2 separate regions of the Mus musculus genome follow, and region 2 is linked to region 1. Evidence: chromatin contacts called from public promoter capture Hi-C data. All regions are on one chromosome and are shown on one strand. The core of a region is the stretch at or near the end of the contact, and the rest is flanking DNA. Distances in the headings are between cores, read along the strand shown. Region 1 overlaps Naa60 (N(alpha)-acetyltransferase 60, NatF catalytic subunit). Region 2 overlaps Trap1 (TNF receptor-associated protein 1).

The links. Promoter capture Hi-C pulls out the DNA fragments that hold promoters and counts their contacts.
Region 2: a contact with region 1 is called in a promoter capture Hi-C map of pre-B cells, with 4 times the contacts expected there. The contact joins two enhancer-like sites. A contact is called at or near these places in 5 of 39 promoter capture datasets (the 3T3-L1 cell line, embryonic stem cells, liver and 2 more), 1 of 15 datasets of contacts at CTCF or cohesin (the NIH/3T3 cell line), 1 of 484 Hi-C or Micro-C datasets (nephron progenitors), 5 of 115 datasets of contacts at active chromatin or transcription factors (the 230-238 cell line, bone marrow-derived macrophages, embryonic stem cells and 1 more) and 4 of 9 other capture datasets (adipose tissue, embryonic stem cells, liver and 1 more).

The regions. Positions count from the first base shown.
Region 1 is chr16:3,890,336-3,896,933 of GRCm38.p6, reverse strand. It overlaps Naa60 (N(alpha)-acetyltransferase 60, NatF catalytic subunit), which reads right to left. Exons shown (of 7, transcript NM_029090.3): 2 at 2,450-2,565. The coding sequence starts at 2,559. It overlaps Gm41410 (predicted gene, 41410), which reads left to right. Exons shown (of 4, transcript NR_153801.1): 4 at 1,520-1,755. Among named protein-coding and RNA genes, the nearest start is that of Naa60, 9.0 kb to the right of the region's middle. Within about 2 kb of position 1,318, at least 178 of the 459 cell types and tissues checked have an H3K27ac peak or open chromatin away from gene starts, as enhancers often do. A contact at or near this core is called in pre-B cells, where this site is marked.
Region 2 is chr16:4,046,661-4,052,653 of GRCm38.p6, reverse strand. Trap1 (TNF receptor-associated protein 1) reads left to right here. Exons shown (of 18, transcript NM_026508.2): 12 at 3,156-3,303. Among named protein-coding and RNA genes, the nearest start is that of Dnase1, 13 kb to the right of the region's middle. Within about 2 kb of position 1,448, at least 5 of the 459 cell types and tissues checked have an H3K27ac peak or open chromatin away from gene starts, as enhancers often do. A contact at or near this core is called in pre-B cells, where this site is marked.

The DNA of each region.
Region 1 (6,598 bases), core at 69-2,568:
GAGTTCAATACCCAGGACCTGTATGGTGGTTGGAGAGAAATGACTACTGAAAATGGTCCTCTTTGAGTCTTTCTGGCCCTGAAGACTAGGCAAGGTGATTCAAGGAAGAGCCAAAGTTCATGGGTATGTAGACTAGGGTTTACAATTCCTTACTAGACATGGGTGGGGACACGACACATGACTAAGTGATAGAGAGGCTGACAGCCAGGCACCTGAGAGGTGTACAGGCCTCTAACTCAATGTAGATCTATACAACCTTAAGCCATCCCTCAGCAGGGCCTTGTTTCTGTGCTTGCTGCACTCTTAGGATTACTTTTTAGTAGTGGGTTTGCTAACTTTTTTTTTAAAAAAAAGAAATACACACACACACACAGACACACACACACAGAGACACACACACACAGTAGCTGTCTTCAGACACTCCAGAAGAGGGCTGTGAGCCACCATGTGGTTGCTGGGAATTGAACTCAGGACCTCTGGAAGAGCAGTCGGTGCTCTTAACCACTGAACTCTCTCTCCAGCCCAGGATTGCTAACTTGGATAGTTTGTTTCATCTTATAAAACATAATAAGCACTGTTAGCCCACATTCCTAAGAAGTTGGCAGTTTATATTTCAACACGGATGCAGAGTGGGGAGTGCCCCTACTTCTCTGCCGGCATGGAGCAACAGATGTGAGATGAGTACTCAGGAAATACCGACGACTTAAATACAGCACCTTGCTTAGCCTTGAGGCTTTAAAGTTCATGTCTATTTCCTCACAAACAAAACAAAAAACCCCAAACCTGTTTTTTCATTATCATAAAATAATCTAAAAATAAGGCAAGGAAAAACGGAGGAGCCCACAGGTACTAATAATTCACTCCAATAAAACTGCTGACAGTAATTATTTGGTAGTATTTTGGGGAGGTAATAAATGATCCCCACCCAAAGTGAAGGTCTACGGGTAAATCTCTCAGACCTCCTACCTCTTATTTCTCATTCTCACTTGTAACCTAGAATTCTTCTACTCCAGTATGGACCACAGAAACCAGAAGAATTCCTTTCCTCTAAAGCCATCCTGATTTTCTGCATAGGTAGCCATGAAAAACTTCTCTGTCCAGTCTTGTCTGACAATAGATCTATTACCACTCACTGTTAATCTTGAGGGTCAGGTTGATTAGACTAGGAAGTACAGTACATTTCTGGGTGTGTCTGTGAAGACATTGACAGTTTCACAATCTGCATTGGGAACTGCAGGCTCGCCGGAAGTGTAGAATCAGGAAAGGTGGGGCTTGGCTGGAGGAAGTGGTTCACTGAGGGAGTGCCCTTAGGGGAAACAGCTTGCTTGTAGCCTTCTCGGTTACTACTCCCCTTGACTTCCTGTCCACTGGACTGTGAGCTGCCGTCTCAAACCCTCTCTGCCACAATGTCCTGAAACCTCTGAAACAACGTGGAAAATAACCCTGATCATTCTTAAGTTGTTTCCCTCAGGTATTTTAGCCATAGCAATGACAAGACTAACACAATCCTCTCCTCCAGAAGAGTCCTATCCAGTGCCAGAAGAGGAACTGCTGCAGAGGCAACGAGGAGTCTACGCAGATGGGCCTCACTGTGTCTTCCACCTTCACTCCATTAGAAGAAGAGAATACGCTTTGTTTGTCTGACTATCTCTACACCACAGCCCATGCTTTGATGAACGGAATTCACCATGGGTATTTCCATCCTCAATCTGAAGGCCCAGGTCAAATAAATCTGTTATTCTCTTCTCCTGCTAACCCTGGCTTTTATTAAAGCGTATCAGCCACGGTTCTCACGAAGGGCACGGTCCTTCCCCTTCTTGTACAGTATATAGAGGGTTTTATCCTCTAGATATTTTATCCTTTTTTATATTTTTAAACGAAAGCAGAATCTGGAATGCACTGCTCTCTAGTCAGCTTTCACTGCATATTGGGTAAATGAAAGAGGAAGGAAAGGGAGGAACCTTCTGTCAGTAAATATGCTTCTTTAACAGATTTTTGTTCTTGGATAACTAACAACCCTTTTTAAAGACAGGCTCTCTCTCGCACAACCCAAGCTGGCTTCAGAGCTCAGGCTGGCCTTGAACCCCTGACCTTTTCCTGCTTCCACTTCCTGAATTCTGTATTTCAGACATATGCCGCCTTAGTAGCAGCACTGCATTTTTATATGTACATATCCTAACACAGCTAACCAACTTCTTACACTGGAGTTGCTCCTCAGTTTCCTGATTACAAGCAGCCGTAGACATCTTTGTAAGTAAAATTTCCCATAGACCCTCTTAAGGAAGGTGAGCAGCAGACACAGAGACCTGAGGGTCACTGCCTAGTTGGTCAACTTTACATAGCAACTTGGGACCATTATGGTCCTGCCAGACCCAGTCTTGCCTCTTCCAGACTCAGGAATTACAGATCTGTGCATGCAGCCACTGGAAATACAGAGCCCAACACTCACTCAATGGGAAACCAGTCGCCACACAGGTGCTTCACAGTGTCTATGTCATCGTGGCAGAGGAGGCGCAGGCTGACCTCGCTGAGGGCGCTGGAAGGCACCACCTCTGTCATTCACACCTGTGGGGAGAGGAAACAGCATCACCTGAAGGCCTGCTTACCTGTTCCTCTACACCAACCCAGGAGCTGAGTGACGAGAGACGGCTAGTGGCTTCCCAGCACAGAGATCTTCTTGTGGTTGCCCTCACTGCAGATGGAGAGGAGCTGACTGCCTCTGGTCCATGTCTCTCTCCTCTCCACTGGAGCAGCACCCCACTCTTTAGCTTTCCCCCAGGAGTGACCACAGCTCTTGCCTGGCTGGTCTTTTATCTAACTGCTGTTCCTTCACTTGCAGGAGGCAAAGTGATTCAAAGAAAGACCTGGACTCAGCAGCCTGGTGGGTGGAAGCCAGTAAATGGTCAGATACTCGTGGCAAATAGCACTGGCAGAGGGCAGGTCACATACTGCTTCTCCTCCCTGCCTAGCAAGAGAAAAACTCTGTGACACTGAAAATAACCAGATGCTAACGACTGTGCGGGGAAGGGAGGGCTGAGGCTCACATCCATTGGCCTCATGCCTAGGCAAACACACTACCTACCACCAAGCTATGCTCCCAGCCACTTTAGTTTGAGACAGGGTCTCCCTAATTTGTTCAGGCTGGTCTGGAACTCACTCTTGTAGGTCAGGTCTGGGAAGTCAAGTGCTGAGCTCTACCAAAAGGGCAAACCGCCATTCTTTTTCTCTAAGTTGGAAGCAGGTAATTCAAAGGAAAAGGACTTTACATCTATCCTAGCTTTTTGGGAGGAACTGTGCTGTCAACCTCCCATGGCCAAGGTGAAGGATTTTTTTTACAGGGCCACCACTAGGTAAAAGTAAAAATGTTGACAGACTCAGTGTCATCACTGTGGAATCTCAAGAGGAAATCTCCAAGTCCAAAAAGACTCCTCAAAGAGTAAGAGACCAGCAGGAGAGGGCTGCTGTGGGGCAGGTGAAAGGCATGGACACAAAGTACTTAGCCTGTACAAACAAGGAGACCCATACCATCAAGCCAATTTCTCCAGTGTCTGTACCTCCAGTGGGATATGGCCCAAACTTTTGGGGGTTCTTACAAAAATTGCTAGGCCTGGACCTAACCATAGCCTTTAGACCCAACTTTCTGGTTGCAGAGGGTCCTAAACATACAGCAATAAGGGAAGTGACATCTGACAGATAGACATGTAACCTTTTACATCTGGGCTCTCCAAATGAGAGAAAAAAGACAAACAAACAAAATGAAGAGAGGCAAGGAGATCCTAAGGCCAAATGTAGTGCCTAAACCTATATCATGAAAAAAATAAATGGAAAAAAATTAGTGAAACTAAACCACAGGCTGGCTAGTATACGGAAGTTATTATGAAACAGCTGTTAATTTCCTTAGAGAAGGCAGAGGCCCCACAGGTCAAGGAGATACATGCTGGAACATTTTGGAGTGAGCTATCCTGGTGTGTACTGTAAATGGGGAAGGTTTGTTTTGTTTGAAGTGTAGTGGAGTTACAGCAACCCTAGCTAATACAGCATCCCTGGGCCTCAGGGCAGCGGCTTCTCAGCCTTAGCTTCTCAGCCATGACTGCCAAGAGTCACGGGAAGCATCTACAAGGTCAGCTTCACATCCTTCTCCTGGCCTAGGCAAGCTCCTCTCAGACAGGCTGAAAACACAATGTGTGGCATCCCTTCTCTTCAAGAGTACCTCACTCTACCAACACCTGTGTGAGGCATCCCATACATCTGCCTCTCTATTCCTCCAGCGTCCCTTTCCTACTCTGGGTCTAAGTTCTACCTTGCTTGTAAGAGTACTATCCGCTGCGTCCTTCCTCCTCAGACTCCACACTGCTCCCTGCAATACTTTCTCATCTCTCTTCTGTCTATAGTAGAGGCAGGTATTATCATAAGCCTTCCCTCAATCAAAGTATGAGCAAGATTATCAAAAGCTTCCCCATGTGCAAGGTAGGAATCACAAGCCCAAAGGCTCTTGAGAATGTGAGATTTCACAGACACAAAGTTTATTGTTTTGAAAAGCCAATAAAGATGAATTCTAAGCTCCTTCCTTTAGGAGACGGAGAAAAGGAAACACACTAGTGACTGATACAGGACACTGTCTAGTACATCAGCAAACTGGACTCAGGGCCTGAAGTGTGTGTGCGCGTGTGCATGTGCATGCACATGTGTGTGAGTGCGTGCACGTGCGTGTGGTGAAGGCAGCAGCAAATACTATTCACAGCTTGTTTGTTCAAATGAGCAGCTGCCTGTGGGTGAGAAGCCATCTTCATGGCTGCCTGTCTGCTTCCAAAACTTCAGAGTAGGAAAATGAATAATTTGCAGAGTGACAAGAAACAAACACCCACCTCTCTGTTTCCAAACAGCATTCCTCTGAAACACGAAGTCTCTGTGCTTTGAAGGGAGCCCATAACATATATATTGAGCATATATGATTTGAGACACATTTACACACACCCCACACACACCCACGCACGCACGCATGCACGCACGGACGAGCGGATGATATTTGCAATCAAAAAGTGGTTATGGAGGAGGGACTGAAGAAGGGTTTAAGAAAACCATATAGGATGGAGGAGGAGAATATGGCTGAGTCAGCAGAATTCTTGCCTATCCAGTACAAAGCCTGGGTACAATCTTTAGTGGTGTACACTAACTATAATCAAGGCATTCAGGTGTTCAAAGCATTCTTGGCTACGGGGTGAGTTTGAGACCAGCATGAAATATATGAGAATGTTTCAAAAACATCATACACACATATGGAAGTCAGACAGGGTCATGCACATCATGAGCCCAGGACTTGAGAGGCTCAGGCAGGATAATAATGAGTTTGAAACCAGAAGTGATACATAGCCAGACCTACCTCAATATATCAAATAGTATAAACCAGCCTTCCACGACACCAACTTCATATAGATCTAGCTTAGTAAGCTGTATATTTGGCCACATATTCATCTCAGGTAAAACCAGTGTCAGATGGTGAAGTCCCAAGTCCAGACCTAATCTTTTATCTCTAAATCAAAAATTCTCTCCATTTCATACTAAAAACCTATTTAATCATTAATTTCTCAAATTTGTGTGGCAAAGTCAGGCTTTGTTCAGGAGGCTGGAGCAGAGGTCAGAGGAGGGCAGCACACTGTGGTGCCATTTCTATACACTAAACAAGCTTCTAGAGAATACAGAGATGGAGCCCTACAGTCCTGTCACTGAAGCTCTTCGGACAAGTCTCCTGTCTTAGTTGGTTTTCTATTGCTGTAATCAGACTTTATGACTAGAAGTGATCTGGAGGAGAAAAGGCTTATTTGGCTGATACTCTGTTTCAAAAGAGCCCAGCACTTGGGTTAGAGACAGCGCAGAAGTTCAAGACCATCCTCGGTGGCACAGGAAGTCTGACACCAGCCTGGACTACCAAGACCCTGTCTGAAACAAACAAAAAGATAGGGAAATGTCTGCTTGGCATACTTCACTAACATCAAAGCTAGACTTCCTTGAAGGGTTCATGCAGCCCAAGAACTCTTCTGCTACTGTACAGAGAACAGCTACAAGATCCCCTCCTGGTGGTAGAGTGCCATGCCCTCCTGTGAAGTCTGTTTGACAGGCTGAGAAGCCTAGAAGCCACTCATGAGGCAAAGAGTTTCATGGAAACTCACCTCCTGGAGTTTTGACGTTCTCATTAACCCATATACTCATACCCTATTCCCGAGTTAGTCTGGTGTATGGATCCACGTGCTCTCTTTTAGTATTATATTATTATAAGTGCCTCTTAAGACTGAATTCTGACATACGTAAGCCCTCGCCAGTGTTCCAAGGTTCCAGAAGCCAACTAGCTTGGAATCCAGTAGAAATGCAGTAAGGAAGTTACCTACTCAGTAAGTAATTAAGCATTACAAAAGATGGAGCCAATAGCTCAGAGCTGGTCTGCAAAGTATTTACTAAGGACAGTAGCAAATCTCACCCAAACAAGGAATCCCACTGAGATAAAAATCTTCAATACAGGCTATATTGCATATTAGAAGCAAGTTGGTGAATTCTTCTGACAAATGAAGATTCTCCAGATACTTAAAAGTTACACTCATATAAG
Region 2 (5,993 bases), core at 199-2,698, 160 kb before region 1:
GGATCTAGAAATAGTGGTGCTATGCTGGGACCAGGCTGAGGCCTACACTGTCAGGAGCCTCAGCTGCAAGTAATGCCTTAGGAAGCACTTGTAGCAATTGCATAGTTGTTTATTTACCCAGGCTCTTGGGAGTATACGTTACTTTCCCCATTAAATACAAATTACAATGAATGAGGAAAGAACTTGGTCCTTTTCCTCAGCCCACTTTGATGTTGCTAACCCACATGGAGAATGGGTGCCAGGGGGTGCAGGGTGGCTCCAGGCTCCATGGTGCTTTTCCTTGCTGTGGTGAAGGTGGGTGGTACATGTGCAGGTGTGGGCTCCAAATGTCTGGGGAGAACACAGCTGCATTGCTCCCCATCAATGTGGACTAGCTTTGAAGAATTATGGTGTTGAAAGATGGCTCATCCCTGCCACCCAGCCTGGGTATGGCCACAGTTGGAGAGATTCTAGACACCATGTCTCAGAGTTGAATGAGGCAGGGGTCACCCTAGAACCAAGAATATAGTTTGACTTGGGTCTGGGATGCTCTTCTTTTTTATTTATTTATTTTAAAGATTTATTTATTTATTTATTTATTTTATGTATATGAGTACACTGTAGCTGTCTTCAGACACACCAGAAGAAGGCATTGGATCCCATTATAGATGGTTGTGAGCCACCTTATGGTTGTACGGAGTTGAACTCATGACCTCTGGAAGAGCGGCCAGTGCTCTTAACCACTGAGCCATCTCTCCAGCCCTGGAACGCTCTTCTGAAACTAGGAGGTCAGGCCTGTGGAGACACAGCTCTTAGATTCCTAGAGCCGAGTTAGCTGTGCTTCAGTGCCCAGTCTGACTGAGCAGTCATGTTCATGTCTGCCCGGAGCTGCCTTAGACCCTGAGGCACTCTGTTCCTGGGTGCCTAAGTGGCAGAGAGAGGTGTAGAACCAGCACCTCCTTCCTGCCTGTGGCCAATCTTTTGAAGAAGGAGCTGCTTTGTTCACAGTGTTCAGAGAATCGGGAGCTTCCCAAGTGGAAGATCCACTCTGGGCCTTCTGAGGCATTGCTGTCTTCCTGGTGCCGTTCTCTGTGTGTCGGTGTGTCACCAACCTACAAAGATTTCTTTCTACCCAGTGGAACCTCAGAAGCAGCAGTAGGCCTTGCTGTATCATTGTCGCTGTCTGTCCTCCAGCCCCACTGTCTGCAGCTTTTATCCTTCAGTTGTGAGCATCCAGGTTTCTGTGATGTCCTGTGTCTCCTGGGAGACATAATGGCATAGTGGAGTAGAGAGGGACCTAACAGGGAAAATAAAGACTGTTGAGGAAATCGGGTACCCCTTATAAGAGCGTGGCGGCTCTGGCAGCTGCACCAGGTCCACTCCAGCTAACGTCTTATGCCATACACTTCAGCATTTCCGAGATTGTGTAGCTGTGACTGGAGAGTTGTTGAAATCTCAAGGGAGAGTTGGTTTCTATCTTGAGAAAGTCTTGTGACCCTCTCTCCTCCTGGAGAAGGAAGTGTAGTCACCATAGTGGGAGCTATCTGCTGTCTGATTTTCTTCATTCGCTGTGTGGTTGCCAACTGCTCTATCCTTTGCTTCTGGTGGCAATGTACTGTGGAGGCCAGAGGAGGTAACCTCAGTTCACTTGCCTTTCCCAGAGGGATTCCCTTGGCAATCAGGCCAGTCACCCTGTGGAGTGGGCCTGCCCTTGGAAATGGTCGATGCTCCCAGGAACGAGCACAAGAGCCTGTCCTGAGGGTGGAGCGGGTTTGGCTTGTCCTTGGTGGGTGATGTTCACCTAGGGGAAGTCTTTGAGGCTTCTCTCCATTCTCGGTGCGGACCGTGTGCAGGTCTGTGAGCTGGTACACACACATTGTTGGTGTCTTGGTTTTTTTTCTGCTGTTTTTGTTTGTTTGCTTTACTGGTTATTAACAAGCAGACACGCTACCCTGAGCTGCCTTCCCACCACCAGTGCTGCTTTACTTAGAAGATTGTAGATGTGATCCTCAGCAGATTGTCAGTATATTATTCATGGCTTTTTAAGTGGTGTTAGATTGAACTCAGAGATACATACATGCTAGACAACCCCTTTCCATGGTACTCAGTAGTGTTTTAAAAATATTTAATGCAGTGCGGACTGATGACCCATTTTAGTCAGGGAGCAATCCATTCCTGTTGATACATATCATATTCTCCTATTATTCTGGTTTAGAGCTGCCTTTGCACTGACTCCTGTCCCTTCAGCAAGCCTCACTGGGCCCCTTGTGCTAGTCCAGGCATACCAGGCACTGGGATCCATGGCTCTGTTTTATCAGAGCAATAGAAAACCTAACAAAGACAGTGACCCTCTTTCTTTTTTTTTTTGAGATTTATTTATTTTACATACATGAGTACACTGTCAGTGTCTTCAGACTCTCAGACTCACCAGAAGAGGACATTAGATCCTACTACAGATGGTTGTAAGCCACTATGTGGTGCCAGGAATTGAACCCAGGACCTCTGAAAGAGTAGTCAGTGTTCTTAACTGCTGAGCCATCTCTCCAGTCCCCCAGTGACTGTCTTTTACTAAAGCCCACTTCTGTGCGCTTGATCCTGATTGCCTTTATGGATAATGCAGTAAAAAATGTCCTGATTACAGAGTGACACTTTGCCAAGCTATACAGTGTATATGTAATATGCTTAGTATGTCCCAGGCTATGCAGGAATTCATACACCTACCTAAGGACAAACAGCTCTGCAGCATACGCTCAGTCTTTCCATGAATACACACTGAAGTTTGCCTGGGTTTGCTTGGGTTTGCTTTGGTTTAGTTTTTTCCAGCAGACCTTTGCTCCTACCTCTAGAACTGTTAGGTGACATTTCTGGTCGGCTTCAGCATGATCCACTTTAACCCTGAGCCTGTTCGTAGTGATTTTGTCACGTGCTTCAGTGCAGGCGCCTCTCCTTGTTTCTCATATGTGATCCCTGCTGGTGCTCAGGAGATGCCCACTACTGATTGTCCTGTGGAATTCAGTTTGTACCACCACCCACCTGCAGAGCATCCTAGCGAGCTTCTCATTAGGGGGCAGCACAGTGTCTCTTGTTCTATAGTTTCCCTTTGGCTCCGGGTGTGTACGCCCGCCCCCTTACTTGACAGAAAGCTTTGTTCACAGTGAGTAACTTGTGTTCTGTAGGAAACTCCGGGATGTTCTACAACAGAGATTGATCAAGTTCTTCATTGACCAGAGTAAAAAAGATGCTGAAAAATACGCAAAGTTTTTTGAAGATTATGGCTTGTTCATGAGGGAGGGCATTGTGACCACTGCAGAGCAAGACATCAAGGTAGGATGATCTCGGTCCTCCCTGTCAGCCTCAGCCCTGTTGCTACAGAGGAAGCTGGTAGAGGCTGTCCTGGATGTGGTGACAAGTCACATGGGCAGCAGTTGGAACACTGGGCTTCTGGGTCTGTCCTCATAGATACAGCAGGTCTGCATGTGTTCTTACCTGTGTTAGCCAGGCTCCAGGCACTGACAGAACATCTGACAAAAGCTACTCAAAGCCATAGTTATCTGCTTCAGTTAGCTGGAGCCGAAACAGAATTCCTGTGCGTTTTTTTTCTCTCTATTTTACCTGGGCCCCCTGTCTATGCAGTGGTGCCACTGAGACTCAGAAATTAACTGAGTGCGCCTCCTCAGTCAGCTGTGGCTCCTTCAAGTTGACTTTCTCAGATACTTTGTCACTGGGGAAAGGAACAGAACAGAGTGCTTAGATCTGTAAAAACTGCTGGAATCCATTGATACAGGGGAGGGGCTTGGAGCATCCTTGCAGGCCCACGTAGAGGTGTGCTTTGTGTCTCCTAGGCACTTCTCCATCCAGTCAGGGTGGTGGTCAAGATCAGCCATCACATACCCTTGTCTCGAAGTCCTTATGCTCTTAGCTGAAAGGCCAAGTCTCTTGACCCTTGACACCCTGGCCCCAGCAGATGGCAGGAAGAGAGATGTGGGTTTAAGGAAAGAACAGAAAAGCAGTGGTGAGATTAGGGTACAGTTACTGTCTTAGTTAAGTTTTCTTTTGCTATGATGTAGCACCACACCCAAAAGTCTCTTGGGGATAAAAGGATTTATTTGGCTTATAAAAGGGTGGAGCTCAGCCGGGCAATGGTGGCGTACACCTTTAATCCCAGTACTTGGGAGGCAAAAGCAGACGGATTTCCGAGTTTGAGGCCAGCCTGGTCTACAGAGTGAGTTCCAGGACAGCCAGGGCTACACAGAGAAACCCTGTCTCGAAAAAACAAAACCAAAAAAAAAAACCAAAGAAACAAAAAAGGGTGGAGTTCTTAATACTACCATTGGCCAGTGTAATTGCTGAAAAGGAATACATTTGTTCGCAAATAGTTTATAAAGTCTGGCACATGGCTCTTCTCTGGGCCTTCTTCCCACCAGCCTGTCAGCTGCTCCAACTGTCCTGTCTACTTAAGGTCTGCTTTTGTTATATTTGTCCATCATTGTGACAGAGTAGCTGAGGAGAGGACTTTCAAGGAGGGAAGTGACCCTTTGCCATGGATATTACACTGGGAGCATGTGGTGACAGAAAACACTTAAACACACCTTTAAAGGACACACCCTAATTGATGTGTTTATAAAAAGATAAAGAAGGGGGCTGGAGAGATGGCTCAGTGGTTAAAAGCACTGACTGCTCTCTCAAAGGTCCTGAGTTCAACTCCCAGCAACCACATGGTGGCTCACAACCATCTGTAATGGGGATCCAATGCCTACTTCTGGTGTGTGTGAAGACAGCTACAGTGTACTCATGTACATAAAAAATAAATCTTAAAAAAAAAAAGTATAGGAATATGTTCTATTCCATAAAATATGGGGGTGTGGTGAGGTGTGGGGGAAGTGGGTGCCTCAGCAGGCCCATGCCAAGGCATCCCTTCCCCTGAGGGACCAGACATACACCATTATAGTATAGAATAGAGTTTATTCAGGGCATGGGGAGGGGAGTTAAGGAGTAGCAGAGACAGAGAAAGGCAGAGAGAAAGAGAGAGTAGAGGCTGGCCATGCCCACGTGGAGAGAGAAGGGGAGAAGGAGCAGGGGGGCAAGAGGCAAGGGAGAGCAGCAAGAGTAAGAGAGAGAGGAGTAGGCAAGCAGCCCCTTTTATAAGGCCAGGCCTACCTAGCCATTGCCAAGTAACTGGGGGTGGAGTCCAGACAATACCAACACCAATGATTCTACCACCTAGACCCCAGTCCTAACGTCTGTCACTTCCTGTTAGCCTGTTAGCCGAGAGCTCATGAGTTTCAGTCATGTGATCTGGTCATCTCTCGAGGCTTCGTCTGTGAAGACCGCTGCTTTGGGTACCCAGCTCATGAGCTCTTGGGAGCGTTTATGATCAGTATGTGACACATTCACTCTCTTTGACCGCACTTTTTAAGATTTAGTCATCTGTGTCTGCATCTGTGTGTGTGCCTGTGAAGGCCAGGAGCATGCCTGGTGTCCTTCAAGCACCATAACTCCCTAAACTTGGAACTTACATTTTCTCAGCTTGGTTGGAAGCCAGAATGTCCCTACTTGGATCTAGAGTGTGAGACACCAATTGCTATGTGAGTGCTGGGATCTAAATTCCAGCCCTCATGAAGATTGTGCAGCAAGCCCCTATAACATTGAGCCTATTCTCTAGCCCCTTATCTCACTTTTAGTTACAGCACCTAATAGCATTTGCTGAGCCAGACAAGGCCTTTTCCAAATGATTGGAATACATTTTTTGACTAGGTATATTTGTGTAAGGTAAGAGCCAGATGTACCTATGATGTGGATGTGGCCATACCTGCTCTTTTTGTTTGTTTGTTTTTGTTTTTGTTTTTTGGGACAAGGTTTCTCTGTATAGCCCTAGCTGTCCTGGAACTCACTTTGTAGACCAGGCTGGCCTCTGCCTCCGGAGTGCTGGGATTAAAGGCGTGTGCCACCACACCCGGCTTGGCCATACCTGTTCTTGGCAAGTTCTGAAACTCTTTCTCTGTCTACTAGGAATC